Regions from separate parts of the Mus musculus genome. Here region 1 is linked to region 2. The links are chromatin contacts, called in public HiChIP or PLAC-seq maps. All regions are on one chromosome and are shown on one strand. Each heading gives the region's core, a stretch centred on a gene start, on an enhancer-like site or on the middle of the called end of the contact. The rest is flanking DNA. Distances are from core to core; before and after follow the strand shown. Region 1 holds the start of Cfap299 (cilia and flagella associated protein 299). Region 2 has its middle 95 kb from the start of Gm33609.

Region 1 (5,058 bases), core at 2,239-4,738, 1.1 Mb before region 2:
GGGTGTTTTGTTCCCAATTCTAAGAAGGGGCAAAGTGTCCACACTTTGGTCTTCCTTCTTCTTGAGTTTCATGCGTTTAGCAAATTGCATATTATATCTTGGGTATCCCAAGTTTCTGGGCTAATATCCACTTATCAGTGAGTACGTATTGTGTGAGTTCCTTTGTGATTGGGTTACCTCACTCAGGATGATGCCCTCCAGGTCCATCCATTTGGCTAGGAATTTCATAAATTCATTCTTTTTAATAGCTGAGTAGTACTCCATTGTGTAAATGTACCACATTTTCTGTATCCATTCCTCTGTTGAGGGGCATCTGGGTTCTTTCCAGCTTCTGGCTATTATAAATAAGGCTGCTATGAACATAGTGGAGCATGTGTCCTTCTTACCGGTTGGAACATCTTCTGGATATATGCCCAGAAGAGGTATTGTGGGATACTCCCGTAGTACTATGTCCAATTTTCTGAGGAACTGCCAGACTGATTTCCAGAGTGGTTGTACAAGCTTGCAATCCCACCAACAATTGAAGAGTGTTCCTCTTTCTCCACATCCTCGCCATCATCTGCTGTCACCTGAATTTTTGATCTTAGCCATTCTGACTGGTGTGAGGTGGAATCTCAGGGTTGTTTTGATTTGCATTTCCCTGATGATTAAGGATGTTGAACATCAAATCTAAGTGGATTAAGGAACTCCACATAAAACCAGAGACACTGAATGAAACTTATAGAGGAGAAAGTAGGGAAAAGCCTCAAAGATATGGGTACAGGGGAAAAATTCCTGAATAGAACAGCAATGGCTTGTGCTGTAAGATGGTGAATCGATAAATGGGACCTCATAAAGTTGCAAAGCTTCTGCAAGGCAAAAGACACTGTCAATAAGACGAAAAGACCACCAACAGATTGGGAAAGGATCTTTACCTATCCTAAATCAGATAGGGGACTAATATCCAATATATATAAAGAACTCAAAAAGGTGGACTCCAGAAAATCAAATAACCCCATTAAAAAATGGGGCTCAGAGCTGAACAAAGAATTCTCACCTGAGGAATACCGAATGGCAGAGAAGCACCTGAAAAAATGTTGGGAATTGGTTCTAAGGCTTTGTCTTAATTCAGCTCCCAAAGTCGCACTTCCAGACCTGAGGGTCCCCGCCCCCAGCTAGCTTCCTTTGGTAACCAAGAATTGCCTTACAAGCCGGGGCGTGGTGGTGCACACCTTTAATCCCAGCACTAGGGAGGCAGAGGCAGGCGTATTTCTGAGTTCAAGGCCAGCCTGGTCTACAAAGTGAGTTCCAGGACAGCCAAAGCTATACAGAGAAACCCTGTCTCAAAAAAAACAAACCAAAACAAACAAACAAACAGAATTGCCTTACAGCTGGGCAGAAAGTCAGGGAAGGACTTTTAGATTGTGCAGGCAAGGGGCAGAGGGAGAGAGGAGGAAGAGGAAGGAATCCGAGATGGGGGAACAAGGAGAACAGACCTAAAGGCCTAGGGCCCTAAAGGCCCGAGGTACCATTTCCTGATTGGGTTTGTGGTCGAAGAGATGAAATATGGATTTAGCAAATATTAATTCAAGAATACGGGAGGGGAATGTATACTAGCCATGGTGACTTTTAGAAGTGCCAAACCATTGAGCTAGTCAAAGCATATCAAAATTAGCTGGCGTGTCGTTGCGTGTGTGTGTGTGTGTGTGTGTGTGTGTGTGTGTGTGTGTGTGTGTACTGGGGATTAAACCTAGGGCCTCAAGCAAACCAGCAAGCACTCTACTACCGAGCTATATCCTTAGCCCAAAATGTTCTCAGTATTGGAAAAAAAAATATTTTGAGTAAAACTTCATGTCGTTTATATCTGTAATTAATTTATCCATGACTGGAATCCATTATCTAGGGAAATCTTTAAATCATTTTAATATTTCTTTCACCCCTTACCTGAGAAAAGAAATTCAACTGGAATTTTTATTTTTCCGGTAGTCCGCAGGCAGCCACTAAAGAGAAGGACTGTGTTTAGTCAGAGGGGCAGATGACTGGAAAAGGATCTAAAACCCATAGCTTAGCAATTTTGCTGAAGCTTGTCAATCATTTCTCCACTCACTGAACTGGTTGGTTTTATTAGATGATGCTAACTTATAGAATAAAAGTTGTTAATTAGTTCAGCAAAGCTAATGTTACTCGCTGCCGTGGCAATGCAGTTGTTTTAGTGTTCTGTCGTTATTTAGTGAACACGGGAAACAGAGGATGGAGACGCACTACTTCCGTCCCGCCAACCACGCTCCTCAACCTCCGGAGCATCACTACTTCCGCATCACTACTTCCGCATCACTACTTCCGCATCACTACTTCCGGTCTACCAACCAAGTGCCAACCGCGCTCCTCATCCTCTGGCCGGTCAGATAATTAAGATGGACTCACCCTTTCTCTTCCTACCTCCCCTTCTTTCTACATAAGCTTCTTGCAACATCTATTGTAATTATCAATTCAGTGGCTTCATTTCAGATGCAAGGATTTAAAGCAACTTCTGTGGGTTTAAAATATTGGCTAAAAGCAGGAGAGACGGCTTAAGGAAAAGGTGCTTGCTGCCAAACTTGAGTTCATTCCCTGGACACCACAGAATACAAGTTCAGAACCGATTCCAAGTTGCCCACTGACTTTTTATGCATGTGTGCGTACACACAAATGGAACTTTAAGTTACCCATCTAATAAACGTAAAAGCTTGGTTGTTTGGTGATATCGCTGCTGTTGCTGTTAAAAATCATGTTTTGTAACTATTTTAACAGATAATTTCAAAAGGGACAAATTTTCTTCATTTAAGATTATTTTCATACAGTGGCACCTATTTAAAAAGGAGGGGTGTCTATATGATAAACTGCCTTGTGCACAGGAGAAATGAGGGGAGTTGGCCAAATTCAAGTCCTTCCCAGAGTTCTGTAGGGTTGATTCTCCCCCCCCCCCCCCGCCCCCAATGGTGCTTGCTCTGTTTGTCCTTAATATGGAGATGGACTCCTTTGAAAACCTGAGCCCAGGCTGTGAGACTTGCAGTTGGGAGTTAGGAGCTCGGAGCTTGAAGATCCCTCCAACTAAGTCTTCTCGAGCATCCGGGACCTCCCGCTGCCCTGCCCTCAGGTGCACACAGCAACGCGTCCTCCTGGTTTTATGCCTTGTTACTACTTTACAGCGACCAAGTCGGCCTCTGTGCAGCGCACCAGCGTTTGGAGGGCTGGGGACTCCTGCAGCCTGCAGAGAAGTCTCTCGAAGCCAGAGGCCTGCGGTGAGCGCCGTCACCGCCAGGGGGCGACCAAGCCCCGCCGCGGCCAGCAAGACGGACCCGCGCTTACCTCCAGGTAGTACAGGTCGACCGTAGTGATCTGAGAGTCCAGGAAGTCTTCATAGGTGTTGAACTGTGTGACAATGTTGTCCACGGCCGTCAGCCCCTCGTCCTGATCCATCGCGGCTACACCGACGCGTCCCTAGTAACCGGTGTGGGCGGGCCGGACGCGCGCCGGTTGCGGGGGCGGGGCAGAGGGCGCTGCGCTGGCCCTGCCCCAGCCGGATCCCTGGGCGGCTTCTAACCCCTGGGAGCGGTCAGCCCTGCAGGGCAAACCCAACTTTTTTGGTGTAAAAGCCTTAGCAAAGTCCGAAGGTGCCTGCTCAGTGTTTGCAGTAAGAACCTCGACAGAAGAGTATCCCGGAAATCTAGGGGAAATAGTCTTGCTGGGTGCTTCAAAATAGCACGTGATCAGTTGTATAAATTACAACTTAAAGGCAAGTTATGGTTGGTTACTTGTGTGCCAGGAACAATGTATAAACTTCCCAAACGAAGCAGCCTTAGTGATCTCCTTTGCTCCTGCCTTCTGCCTTTCAGTTCCTTTACTTTTTGTTATTTAAATTTCAATAAGTTGAAAATTACTTGAAAAATCTTGCCTCCTTGAACGTCCTTTAAAAAATTGGGTTGGGGGGGAGGGATCCTAATCATGGAATGATATATCCCATTGAGAAGCTGATATTGACTTGTGTTTCTATTTACTCATTTCTTTAAAATACTATAGTATAAAATTGAATCTGAAACATTTCTCATTAGAGCAGACTTGTACAACTGTTTCCACACCAGAAGCACAGATGCTTGCTGTTATGCCAAGGGACTTTACAATCATCTCAGCATTTGTAGAAATCAAATCAGATTCTGCAATGAATCTTTTCCATTTTTTGGGGGGGAGGGGGGCAAAGTAAAGCCAGGTCTATTTAAGACCCCAAGTTGCACAATAAGTTATAGCTTTATTTTAAAAACAGGCTACCAACAATTTATATTGTATAATTATCTAGAAAGCTATAGAAACTAAACTCCAAGCATAGAGGGGAAAAAATTTCATGTGGCCTAAAACATTATCACAAGTAGAGAGGAGAGGTCTCTGTACTGTCTGGTCCAAAAGAAACTTGAGGACAAGTGCCTTTTGTGTCTTTTAGCATTCTGAAGGGCAAGCTGGCCTCTAGGCATCTCATGTACCTGGTTTCAAGTCCAAGCTGACATTCAGGCTCCTCCTAGCTCCTCTCATATCAGCTTCTCAGTCCTACAGAACCCTGACCTTTCAGCCATGTGCTCTCTTACCACCCACCCCCTCTCTGTCCCAGAGGCATTATTCTGGGTGTGTTGAACACAACAGAAAGCTTAAAAAAAAAAAAAAAAGTTTCTGCCGCTGGGGTCCACAGGATATGAAACTTGCTTCCGTGTGGTGATTGATTTGAATTTACCACATACCAGCCCTGTTCTAAGTACCATACAATCTCCATTATTTCGTTTAATCACAACAACAAACTCACTAGAAAACCAGCATTGGTGTTATCCTCCATATGGAGACAGGATGAGTTTAAATGACTTGGCCAAAGTGTCGGGTGCAAAAAAGCAAACCCAAAAAATAACAATAGTCCTTTTCTCTCACAGGGGCATGTGGATGTAAAGATAGGTTATAAAGAGCTGTGTAAAACCAAATACAGAAGTTTGTTTATTAGAAAGAAAAATAAACGTGTGGTAAGGAACACGGATTGATACAAAGCCTAGAAACAGTAGGCGC
Region 2 (5,116 bases), core at 1,022-3,521:
TTTAAAAAGGAAAATATGGACTTTCCATTCCAATCCCACCCATTGTACACCCCCATTCCCTCTTGGAATCACGGCTTAATTTTTTGTTATTGTTTTACACACAGACATACACCAGACAGACATCTAAATGTGTGTGTGTGTGTGTGTGTGTGTGTGTGTGTGTGTGTGTGTGTATATATACACACTACCTTCTCAGTACATTTAACATTACTTGTATGTATATATTTCCAGCACAGAACACTTGGTATTGAATAATCAAATAGAGGACTCATCTATAGGGAAGACTATTTTTCCAAGGTGAACTGTCCTGATCACAACACTCTTGAGTTGCCTGTAATTCTTTGTGTCTGGGTTGGGCCCTATTAGATTTCCCCCTTCTGTGTTAGCATGTCTGTTGGTGTCCTTGTTTAGGTAGCCACATGATTGAGATATCATGGATGAAGCTTCTCTTTCATTTATGGAACATCCAATCTCACATCAGATTTCACAGCCCTCTGGCTCCTAAAATCTTTCCTCCTGCTCTTCCATGATGTTCCCTGAGCCTCATGGGCAGGAGCTGTGTTGTAGATCCATTGACAGGGAGTGCCTCCCAACCACCCTTGCTCTCTGCATTTTGACTATTTACAATTTTCTGTAATGGTCTCCATCTGTTAAAAAGATACATTTACAATGAGTGAGAGCTCCATTTATCTGTGGACATGGGGTAAATGTTAATACAGTTAGATTTTATGATGACTTATAAACTGGTAGTGATAGGTTCTTTTCTAAAAATCCATGACCTGCCTAGCTCCAGAAAGATGGCTAGGTTTCCATTTCCAGATAAGATTTCTTCCCTATTGAGTTGCCCTTATGTCCAATCAGAGAGATGTTAGTTACCATCAAGATATAAATGACACTTAGGGTTGTCATTACCATGCCAGTCATCATTGTAGCTCATAGCTGGGTAGAAATATTACTTCCATCCCACTGCAGCTTGTGTATCACCCCTTATGGAGGCTAGTCCTTAGGAAAAGGGCTTTGAGTCAGACCCCGTTCAGGTTCTCCAGGTCTTATAGCATGGTGTCTTCAGTGACAGAGACCTACTTTTCAACCTCTGGAAGGCAACCAAGGGCAACAGCAGCAATAGCCTATATTGTTTTGGGAGTCTCTGATAAACAATTCAAAGGGGGTTTTCTCATGCAAAGGGCTTCTCTCTTTGGAGGTTTTATTAGATAGTCTAAGGCTCTTGGGGGAAGCATTGTAAACCCAAGTGGGATTTTTTTTGTGTAAACGTATAGTAATATATGTATATACATAGACTTATATGGAGAGGGAAATAGCAGGATATACATGATTTTAACAAAAAGATGGGTAAAATTGGTGGTGAGGCCACTTTAACTGGAGACAGAGATGGAAAGTCAATATAAAAAAAGGAAAAAGGAAGGAAGATAAAATAATTCCAAGGATATCTGGAAAAAAACAAGGGAATAATGGTATTATTTCCCTAAGATTTATAGAAATTTTAAAGAAAAGAAGAATAAAAGGCAAAGAAACACTACAACAGCACTGGCAGAAGTACAAAGCAAACCAGGCACTCAGTCAATGTCATTTTTAAGAGGTATGTATGTGTGTGTGTGTGTGTCTGTGTGTGTGTATGTATTCTTATGGATATATACACATAAGTATGGATGCCTACAGAGGCCAGAGACATTGATTTTTTCCCCCAAGAGCTGGTATTACGAACAGTAGTAAGCCATCTATGTGGGTGCTGGGACACAAAGTAAGTTCCTCTGCAAGAGGAATATATACTCTTAACCTCGGTTCAGCCCCTAAATATCCTTTCTTAAAATATACCTACTGAGCTGCTGAGTTGGTGGCTCAGGTACCCCACACTCTCATGAATTGCACACACTTAGAAAAACTCAGAACAAGCATCCTATGTGGACTATACACTTAAGATTGGACTTCCTGCAGGAAGAAACAAAACAACAACAACAACAAAAAACAAAACAAAACAACAAAACAAAACAAAAAAAACCGTAGTGTCAGAACCACATAGTGTTTAGTAAAGTTGAACCCTGGTCATGCCAGGACAGAGGTTTCAGGCACACACTAACCACTAACCTTGAGGAAGCTTGGAAGGAACAGAATTCATAACCAAATTAAGGGCCTATCTATACAATAGAACACGCAGCTGGGAGCTCAAGAATGCATGCTGAGAGTCAAGGGCAGCACCAGCAAGCAAGGAGAAGCCACATTCAGATCTCTGCTCCCAGCACCTCTCACTTCTCTCACACCCACTGCTCCTTTACCTAATAATGGCGCCTACTCATCAGGCCAGCTTTCCTACTCTGTGATGTGATGCCTGATTGTCTGTCCCCCTTTTGCCCACCCCAACCTCTCCTCTTTTCTTTTCATCTTCATGTTCCTTTTGTTAAGTTTTCCCAAGGAATAAAAGCTGGTTTGCTTTGGGGGATTGCCCTGCCTCAGCCTCCTGAAAGCCAAGATTGTTTTCAATTATTTAATTGGATCTCTTCACTTCTCTTTATTCTACCTGTGACCAGAGCCCCGTCATCACCCTGCCCCATCTCTAGTGTAACCTTTTCTAATCTTTCACTGTTCTGTTTTTCCTATTATATCAATATTGATCACTGGTCTTATTGTTGTTTGTTTTCCTTTTCCACTTACACCCACAGTAGCTCTCGGTGCTATCACTTTAATATGTCATCTTACTTTTTTGTATTTATCGTGCATATTTTGTGGTTTATTATAGGTTACAATATGTATTCACACATCCTGTCTCAGCCTTAAGCTCGTTTAGTTATGAGTATTGAAGTTATAAAGTGTGTTTTACTTTAAAAATCCTAAGGTTCAACTTCCTCTTCTTAATGGCTTACATAAAATTACTATTATCTTAAGTATTGACTAATCAATTACCTACATAAAATGATTAACTAAGGATTGCTAGACTGTGATGACTTTAGCATCTTTTTGTTTGTTTAATATTATGGAATAACCAGGAATTACTTTCATATGTAAGGCATGCACTTTCAATTATTTTAGAATAGAAATCATTATTCATTTCTCAGTATGGTAGGAGAATCCTGATCCTGGTTACATCTCAGTGGCAGGATCAAGTCCGAGGTTTGATTGACAAACTGGTTCTAGTTTCCTTCTTAATCCTGCCGTGTATCCAGTGTTCATTTAGCATACTGATTATCAGGGGACACCAAAAACTTAAGGGAGTCATCATCTACATGATTCAGTAAAATCTTTAGTCTTGCCAACCATCTGGCATCGATTGGCATAAGTCACTAGGTCAATTGAGTGGCCATGTGTGAATACCTCATTGCCAATTAGTCATCAATAGAAAAATAAAGCAGAGCATATCCAGTTTGCTGGTTAGTTTTGGGGTGAGGGTATTGTTTGTTTGTTTGTTTGTTTGTTGTCAACATGGCCTAAGCCAGGGTCATCTGGGAGGGAGGACTTCAATAGAGAAAATGTCTATATCATATTGGCTTGTAGGTGAGTCTGGGAGGGTATTTTCTTATTAATGACTGACATGAGAGGGCCCAGGCCACCACCAGGTTGTGCCTCTTTGGACTGGTGTTTAATCCTGATGTGTGTAAGGAAGGAAACTGAGCAAGCCATGGGAAGGAAGCCAGGAAGCAGCACCCCTTATCCATGGCTTCTGCTTCGGTTCCTGCCTCCAGGTTGTTAACTGTGCTCCTGTCCTGACTGTCCTTGGTGGTGGAATATAAAGGGAGGGGCCTACAGAAAAATAAGCCCTTTCATTCTCAAGTTGCTTTTGGTTGTGGTTTTGTCATAACAATAGCAGGCCTACTACACCCAGTGTACAGTGGGCTAGAAGTATCACTTTTATGAGCGAATGCAGGACACCAAATTAAGTTTACAACATATGCTGTTTAATCTACAAAAAAAAGAAAATGAAACAGAAAACCCTTCTCCTAGATTTCAAGTTCTGCTCAATTATATCCTTGCCCCTTGATTTCAAACTCTGTTCAGGTAAATTCCTGCCAGTTACCCTTTGTTTGTTTGTTTGTTTTCTATCTTTTTTTTATTTTATTTTTTATTAAATTATTTTATTTATTTACATTTTGAATGTTGTCCCCTGCTTCCCGGTCTGCCCTCCCAGAGATCTTCATCTCATACCTTCTCCCCTTATTCACCTACTTCTCCCCATCTCACCCCCCCATCATCCCCCTCCCCTGGGGCATCAAGTCTCTGCAGGATTAGGCACACCCTCTCCCACTGAGGCCAGACAATGCAGTCCTCTGCTACATATGTGTCAGGGGCAGGAACTAGCCCATGTATGCTCTTTAGTTGGTGGCTTGGTCTCTGGGAGCTCTGGGTGGTCCAGTTAGTTGATGCTATTGTTCTTCCTATGAGGTTGCCATCCCCTTCAGCTCCTTCGATCCCTCCCCTAACTCTTCCATAGGGTCCCTGACCTCAGTCCAGTTGTTGACTGTGAGTATCTGCTGGTAGAGCCTCTCAGAGGTCAGTCATGCTAGGTTCCTGTCTGCAAGCACAACATGGCATCAGAAATGTCAGGGATTGGTGCCCACCAATGGGATGGATCCCAAGTTGGGCCAGTCACTGGTTGGCCTTTCCTTCAGTCTCTGTTCCACTCTTGTCACTGCTTTTCTTTTAGACAGGAACATTTCTGGGGCAAATTATTTGAAGATACGTGGGTGGCCCCATTCCCTCCACTGGGAACCTGTCTATCTACTGAAGGTGGTCTCTTCAAGTTTCTTCTCCCCACTGTTGAGCATTTTGGCTAAGGTCACCCCCATTGAGTCCTGGGAGCCTCTCACATCCTGTGTCTCTGGGACTTGCTAGAGGTTCCCCCCTCCCCCACCTGCCATAGCTACCTATTTCTATTCATTCTTAAGGCCAAATGGACTTTTCTCCTGTCTCCCCCATACCTGATCCTGTCCCTTTCCCCTCCCCCTACTCTCTCCCACCCAGGTCCCTTCCTCCCTCTGCCTCCTGTGGTTATTTTCTGTAATGAGGCACTGAGAAGATACTTTTCATACTCCTTATTAAAGGCTTGGTAGGTGTAAAACCTAAGAATGCATGTAGTTTCAGGTCTCCTGAACTTGTAACTTAGTAGGCA

Evidence for each region. HiChIP or PLAC-seq counts read pairs in DNA pulled down with a chosen protein or histone mark.
Region 1: a contact with region 2 is called in an H3K27ac HiChIP or PLAC-seq map of embryonic stem cells, with 7 times the contacts expected there. The contact joins the promoter of Cfap299 here to the enhancer-like site in region 2. A contact is called at or near these places in 9 of 39 promoter capture datasets (the 3T3-L1 cell line, 3T3-L1-derived adipocytes, the C10 cell line and 5 more) and 3 of 115 datasets of contacts at active chromatin or transcription factors (differentiating embryonic stem cells, embryonic stem cells and stem cell-derived neural progenitor cells).

What each region holds. Positions count from the first base shown.
Region 1 is chr5:98,327,734-98,332,791 of GRCm38.p6, reverse strand. It overlaps Cfap299 (cilia and flagella associated protein 299), which reads right to left and starts at 3,488. Exons shown (of 6, transcript NM_001024614.1): 1 at 3,328-3,488. The coding sequence starts at 3,438.
Region 2 is chr5:97,223,731-97,228,846 of GRCm38.p6, reverse strand. No RefSeq gene overlaps it. Among named protein-coding and RNA genes, the nearest start is that of Gm33609, 95 kb to the right of the region's middle. Within about 2 kb of position 2,271, at least 5 of the 459 cell types and tissues checked have an H3K27ac peak or open chromatin away from gene starts, as enhancers often do. A contact at or near this core is called in differentiating embryonic stem cells and embryonic stem cells, where this site is marked.